Linked DNA regions of Mustela erminea: region 1 is linked to region 2. Evidence: chromatin contacts called from public Hi-C data. All regions are on one chromosome and are shown on one strand. The core of a region is the stretch at or near the end of the contact, and the rest is flanking DNA. Distances in the headings are between cores, read along the strand shown.

Region 1 (3,713 bases), core at 917-3,416, 160 kb before region 2:
AAGACCAACACAGAAGCTAAGGTTTATGACCTCATCCTGAAGTAGCATACCATCACTTCTGCCATATTCTGGTGCTCACATAAACCAATCCTGATACTGTGTGGGAAGGCACCATAGAAGAGAGTAAGTACCCAGAGATAGGAAGAATCTTTGGGAGCTATCTCAAAATCTGGCTACCAAAGATGAAATTCCTAAATGTATTTGATCACAAAACCCTTTCTTTTTAAATATTTTATTTATTTATTTGACAGACAGAGATCACAAGTAGGCAGAGAGGCAGGCAGAGAGAGAGAGAGAGAGAGAGAGAAGCAGGCTCCCTGCGGAGCAGAGAGCCCGATGCGGGGCTCGATCCCAGGACCCTGAGATCATGACCTGAGCCGAAGGCAGCGGCTTAACCCACTGAGCCACCCAGGCGCCCCTACAAAACCCTTTCTTTAATATTTTCCTGGGACTACTATTCTATGGAACACATTCAGGAAACGCTGTCATGGGTCATGGAAATCTGTTGGAATTTCTGCTAAGTTATAGCATCAATCTATGTTTTATTTAAAAAAATTTTTTTCACTCTATCTAAAAAGTTACTAGCAAAAAGAAACACATCAAATGAAACAAAAGAAGAGGAAGGATTGGGGCACCTGTGTGGCTCAGTGGGTTAAGCCTCTGCCTTCAGCTCAGGTCATGATCTCAGGTTCCTGGGATGGAGCCCCACATCGGGCTCTCTGCTCAGCGGGGAGCCTACTGCCCTCCTCCCACCCTACCCCCCGCCCCGCCTGCCTCTCTACGTACTTGTGATCTCTCTCTCTCTCTGTTAGATAAATAAATAAAATCTTTAAAAAAAAAAAAGGTAGAGAGACTCCAGTTAGGAACTGTTGCAGTGTTGTAGGACAGAGGTAATGGCTATGGGGGTGACAATAGGTAATGAAAAGAAGGAGCTGAAATGAGATAGATTGTGGACGCAGAAACCACAGAACAGTGTGATTGTGAAAGAAGAAGGCATCTGCAGTGACTCTGATTTCTAGTGTAAGTGACTGTGTCCATAAGTCCATTAACCAACGGTGAGTATGTCCATCGGAATGCTTTTTGCAACAAGGGACATAAGCCCTTACTCAAATGGACTGGAATAATAAGGAAAGTATTGGGTCCGCCGATCAGAAATCCAGAGGTGGGACGGGCTTTTAGGGCTAACCTAAAATACCTCCAGTTCCATTTCCCTTCTCTTGCTCTGTTCTCTTCCTTGTGTCAGCTTTTTCCTTAGGCTGCTTTTTAAGGTTCTTGAACTTTTCTGGCCTCATATCTGCACAAGATATCTGATAGCCTTTGGGGCAGGGTGCCCCAAATATGCGTCTTTGGGATTTTGATTCTTTTGAATTAAAATTACTTAAGGAACAGGGGGCGCCTGGGTGGCTCAGTGGGTTAAAGCCTCTGCCTTTGGCTCAGGTCATGATCCCAGGGTCCTGGGATGGAGCCCCACATCTGGCTCTCTGCTCCACAGGGAGCCTGCTTCCCTCTCTCTCTCTGCCTGCCTCTCTGCCTATTTGTGATCTCTGTCAAGTGAATAAATAAAATCTTTAAAAATAAATAAATAAAATAAAATTACATAAGGAATAGTCACTACCAAAAAGACACTCTCCTCCTCTGTCCCCCTGAAGACAGAAAATAAATCCCCCATGTGAAGCGTGCCCTCCTTGCACCTGGAGGGTAGAAAGCATCCTTATTGCCAGAGAGAAGAAATTCAGGGCTGAAAAGGCTATATAAGCAAACCTAGTTACTTCATGAGCTTTCTACTTCAGGCCCAAACTTCTTTGTCTTGTCAGTTCTTCACGGATTTATTGTGTCTTTGCCTAAAAGGTATAAAAACTCTCTGCTTTGGTCATCTCTTCGAGTCTCATATTTTTATGAGCCCATAAGTATGAAATTAAATTTTTCTCCTGCTCATCTGTCTCATGTCAATTTCAGTATTAGACAAGCCAAAGAACCTAGAAAGAAAGAAAAAAAAGTTTTCCTCTGTTACACTATATTGGAGAAAAAAGAGGCTATCTCTCCATGTGGCACTCTCTGTTTATTCACTTGCCAATGCCTAGATTGAATCTCAAACCCAGCAGTGACTCAGGCCCTGAGACCAAAAAGAATGCTTTGTGCTCATTTAAACCAGTAACTAGCAAGGAGGCTGGACAAGATTCTTAGCCCTGTGAAGCCTGTCTCTGGACCTGGAGGGTATTACGCGTAGAAGAGATAACCACAAAGTCCTCTGGAATGAATCCCGCAGGCAGTTGGAAATGTGATTCCACAGCACAAAGAATTACAGATTGGGGAGTCATTTGCATTGACGTTCATTTGAAGACTTGGAAGAATTGAGGTCATTGAGGGTGACCGTGTGTAGGGAGAAGAACAAGAGAACACTGAGGAAGAATTACGTTAAAGGGTCAATGCTGAGTGATGGGAGCCAGCAGAAGAAAGTGATGGGTGGCCAGAGAGGCAGGTATTTGTGGAACCAGGGTGGTAACAGAGTCTCCCTGTAGGCATGGAATGAATGTTTCCAAAGGAATTCCCTTTTCGTTTGTTTTTCTCTCCCACTCAGTGTAGTTCTTCATAGACAAATCCCTGTCATCTATTTCTTTTCTCTCTCGCAATGTCCATCAAAGTCTTACAAATGGCAAACAGTAATAATCTGTTGCTTGATTAGGATGGGAAATTTGACTAATAAAGCACATTGTATAAATGTATATGCAAGAGTAGAACCAAAAGCAAGAACACTTGAAGAACTGTGATCTTACTTAAACTCAAGTGTTGGTGTCATACTTAACAAAAAAAGTTATAAACTAAAAGCTAATTTTGTGCTAGTAAAACCACTGGAGGTACCTCCTGAGTACACTGGTGGCTTTAGAAATGTTGTTTGAAGCATTTTTACTATTAATACAACAAAACTGGTCCAAATATAAAATTTCAGTTAAAAGTATTAGACGCCTCTCTGTTGTGTTTGAGAAAGTCTACCTTATATAATGTCAATTGAGTGGTTCTCTTGTTACTTTCTTCCTCACAGAATAGGAGTTTAAATGTGCACATTTTTTAATATAAGAAAGAGAAAATCAAAGAATCACCTCTATACCAGACAGCTCAGTCTCTATTTTACATACTTTTACTTTTCTTTGTTTTTATTATTTTTAAAGATTTTATTTTTTTATTTGACCAAGAGAGCACAAGCAGGGAGAGTGGCAGGTGGAGGCAGAGGGAGAAGCAGGCTCCCCGCAGAGCAGGGAGCCCGATGCCAGGCTCGATCCCAGGACCCTGGGATCGTGACCTGACCAAAGGCAGACATCCAACTGACTGAGCCATCCAGGCACCCCTGCTTATTTTTATTTTACATCATTCTGTGTTGTGCAGCATCTTCTTAGTAGGAGGGATTGTTTGGCTTTACTGAAGGGGTGTGGGGATCTGTTAAAATCCTCTGCATACCAGGAAGCAGAAGGTAAGGATTTTTTATTGGTTGATTCTTTTTTTTTTAAGTTTTTATTATTTTTATCTTATTAATTAATTTATTTATTTATTTGAGAGAGAGAAAGAGAGAGCACAAACAATGGGAGAAGCAGGCTTCCTGCTTGAGCAGGGAGCCTGATGCAGGACTTGATCCCAGGACCCTGGGATTATGACCTGAGCGGAAGACAGACCCTTAACCAATTGAGCCACCCAGGTATCCCTTGGGTGATTCTTTGATT
Region 2 (3,904 bases), core at 481-2,980:
TGGGTTTTCTTTTTTTTTCCTTTTTAAAGATTTTATTTATTTGACAGAGAGAGACACAGCGAGAGAGGGAACACAAGCAGGGGGAGTGGGAGAGGGAGTAGCAGGCTTCCCACCGAGCTGGGAGCCTGATGTGGGGCTCCATCCCAGGACCCTGGGATCATGACCTGAGCCGAAGGCAGAGGCTTAACGACTGAGCCACCCAGGCGCCCCTCAACGTGTTTCTTAAAACAATGAGACTGAGGTATGTCCACTGAAGTCAGGCATTTTGGTACCACTTCTCTTACCAACTGGAATCAGATATTAAAAATTTCTGTGATCTTGAAGGTCTTGTTATACTTGAGAGGACTTTTTTCTTTTGGCCACGAGATTTTTCAGGAAAAATTCACCTATTAAGGAAAAATGAAAATACATTAATATCAATTTAATGTAAATTTCAGAATTATACTTCCATGTTTCCCTTCTTTTTAGCCATTTTTTTTTTTTTTTAATGTTAAGCTCTACGCCCACTGTGGGGCTTGAACTCGTGACCCTGAGATTAAGAGGCACAGACTCCACCAAATGAGCCAGCCAGGCACCCCGTTAGCTTTATCTTTCTTTTTTTTTTTTTAAAGATTTTATTTATTTATTTGACAGAGAGAGACACAGTGAGAGAGGAAACACGAGCAGGGTGATCGGCAGAGGGAGAAGCAGCCTTCTCGCCAGGCAGGAAGCCCAATGCGGGGCTTGATCCCGGGCCCTGAGATCACGACCCGAGCAGAAGGCAGATACCCAATGACTGAGGCACCCAGGAGCCCTGCTTTATCTCTTTCTCCCTCTCTTTTTTTTAAAAAGTAAACTCTACCCCCATTGCTTACAAAAATTTTTTTATCACTAGTCTCTGTTACTCTTTCTAGTACCTCAATATTGTAAAGATGACCCTATTATGTCTGTGGGTCTGCTTTTGAACATTTATTCCACTCTACGTGCACTATCTATTCCTTGTCTCTGACAAAGCATTGCTGTTGGCACGATTCATTTCAGAGAGCAATTCTGCTACGTTATTAGCCTGGATCTGATGTTTATAAAACAGACCTTATTGCAGTTGAGCCGACTCATCTGATGGAATCCCGTTAGCTTATCCCCCTCTAGGGAGGCAGGAGCTCTTCATTTACAACGGGCCTGCTCCCCACCCCCTCGGTGTGCCTGTGCATTAAGACAGCTGCTTAGAGGGGGCACATTCCCTTCTCAGGTCATTAGGGTTCCATTTAGTGTCTCACTGTTCCCGCACGGCTCAGTGCTTATTGGCAGAGCCCAGCACCGCAGGCCTGGTTTTATGAGGAGTCTGATGAACTTTGCTTTGTCATCTTAATATCCTAGTATAACTGCAATGAGCGTATCTGTACCCAATCGCCAAAAATCCCAAGGTTCACAACCCAGCCAAGTAATGAAGAGTTAGCCACGCTATCTAAATCTGGCAGGAGTAGAACCAACATTCTCAGACCCTAACCCATCAGCTGAGTCTAATGCTCTACATAGTAGAATTCGATCTTTTACTGGTAACTTTAAAAAGTTCATAATTTACTTTCTTATAAATGTTAAAAATTTTCCTTAAAAAAAAAGAAATAAAAACCCCTTTCAAATGATTTTACTTTACTCTAACCACTCCGGAAGCTGATGTTAGTTCTATCCTTTACAAAGGTTTTCAGCTTGCTGGCAGAATTCTTCTTGCTTGAAGAATAAATCACTTTATTGGCTTCCAAAGTCCCCACATCCTGTGAGTCAGTGTTGATTCAAAGTCTTGGGTTTTATAACTAGGATAAGCTGTGGTTAGTTCATTGAAATGTCTTGAATTTCTTTACAGGAGCACACTGAATATCACTCATACATGAACATTAGTTTTTATCAAAAGAATGTGTGCCTAATTTAAATGTATCTGTGATTGTTCTTAAAGATTTTATTTATTTATTTGACAGACAGAGATCACAAGGAGGCAGAGAAGCAGGCAGAGAGAGAGGAGGAAGCAGGCTTCCTGCTGAGCAGATAGCCAGATGCAGGGCTCAGTACCAGGACCTTGGGATCATGACCTCAGCCGAAAGCAGAGGTCTTAACCCAATGAGCCATCCAGGTGCCCCTATATCTGTGATTTAAGCCCAATATGTAACACAGTCATCTAAAAGATCATTTACGGTAATCACGTAGTTTAGACCTATCCAAAAAAATAACACTTATTCTTCAAGAAATTATAATTGTGAAATCCAACTGACAGGGAAAACATTATAAACATTTTTTTGGATTAAATTTGGGCTTCAGATATGTCCTCATAGACTTTTTGATGGCCACGATCACATGACTTTTTAACCCTTGGAAAAGGCTTTTCATTTTGTAAGTCAGCTCAAGCTCCTAATCAAAATAAGAGCTGAGATTACAAAGTGAAGAACTGCAGTGTGGCTAGCAAAAAGAGTCGAAATTTCTATATGGAAAAGAATCTTAAAATTTTTTCCTATCGCCTCTGGGAGAAAACCATAAAGATATTAATGGGTATGCAGCACCCATCAGGATTTAAACTGATCTGAAATTAGGAGTTTATTTAGAGATGCAGCTGGCACGGCTGTCAAATGAATACACATTTTTCAGAAAACGGTGTTATATACTTCACTGGTATTTGTCATTTCTGAATAACCTACTACTGAAAGCCACACAAAGAATAAGCTAATTACTCCTGTTTTCATTACAGTGGCTGAGCTAGAAAGGGGGAGGGAACTCTTTATTTAAGGAAAAAAAACAGGTTTAAGAGAAATTTTTCCTTAACAAGTCCTCTATGGAGCAAAGTTCCTAAGATGTTCCAAAAAAACAATTCTTCCTTCAAAAGGCAAGCACAGCTATTGTAATATTAACGTGGAAACTTACGGTCTGAATAAAACTATCCCCCGCAGTGTAACTTACCTGCTTTATATGAAGAACGCACCAGAGGGCCACTAGCAGTATAATGAAATCCAAGTTCATTTCCTACTTTTTCCCAGTATTTGAACTTCTCAGGAGTAATGTACTCTTCAACCTACATTTAGAGAATTCATTCAGATAGATTTTAGAATTTCCCTAAAGCATTGTGATTCTGTAGAAAATCTACGCTCATGCATTCAGGATGGTTTTCACTTCGTAATTTATCCAGTTGCCTTGAGGCTTTTGCCTCTCCATCCTCACAGATGACCTGCCTGCTGGTTACTAGGCCTATCAGCACTTGATTACAGAGGGAAAACATCAGTTTCATAGTACATTAGCTATTCTGAAAGTTGTAAAAGATGAGATCACCTACAGAGATTATATATCTGTATTCCCCCTTTGTGGACTAACAGGTATAATCAAGAATTAATCACACCTATCGGGTTCTTGAGGACCAGACTTCCTGGTCTTGTCTTGTCTCTTGTGCTCAGCCCTGTGTCTGGCACACGGTCACTAGTCTACAAGTTTCTTGAATGAATGAATGTTCAATACAGAAATAAGAAGACAGACTCTTTATTTTTACTTCACCTCTGGCTCTCACATAACTCTAAAACCAATCACGAGATGACCATGTGTGAAAGAATGCAATTTCCCAACTATTTAATTTTTTCTGTACATTCACTTAAGTCACACAATTTTCAGGGCAGCAAAAATGTGCCAGTATTATCTGCTGGCTTTATGCCGACAAATGGGAACCGGGACTTGGAAATATACATGGAACGTTACACTAGAACGTCAGCAGTTTCTCAGTTGTGCCTATGGATGACAAAGATTTAATTCAAACTGCCAGTGAACATTCGGCAACTCAAGATGGCAATACCTTAAGGTGGCGTTTTGTTGGCTGCATATATTGTCCTAAGGTCAAACAGTCCACATCGGCCTCCCGAAGTGCTACAGAAAAAAGGCACACATTACATTAGCAGAT

Evidence for each region. A called contact is a pair of places that touch in the nucleus more often than the background predicts.
Region 1: a contact with region 2 is called in a Hi-C map of fibroblasts, with 5 times the contacts expected there. The contact joins two enhancer-like sites. A contact is called at or near these places in 3 of 3 Hi-C or Micro-C datasets (fibroblasts, skeletal muscle and spleen).

The regions. Positions count from the first base shown.
Region 1 is chr2:130,401,649-130,405,361 of mMusErm1.Pri, reverse strand. No RefSeq gene overlaps it. Among named protein-coding and RNA genes, the nearest start is that of SMIM14, 27 kb to the right of the region's middle. Within about 2 kb of position 2,166, the one cell type or tissue checked has open chromatin away from gene starts, as enhancers often do. A contact at or near this core is called in fibroblasts, where this site is marked.
Region 2 is chr2:130,239,862-130,243,765 of mMusErm1.Pri, reverse strand. LIAS (lipoyl synthase, mitochondrial) reads right to left here. Exons shown (of 8, transcript XM_032334117.1): 6 at 3,800-3,870; 7 at 2,923-3,034; 8 at 139-386. The coding sequence ends at 331. Among named protein-coding and RNA genes, the nearest start is that of LIAS, 13 kb to the right of the region's middle. Within about 2 kb of position 1,730, the one cell type or tissue checked has open chromatin away from gene starts, as enhancers often do. A contact at or near this core is called in fibroblasts, where this site is marked.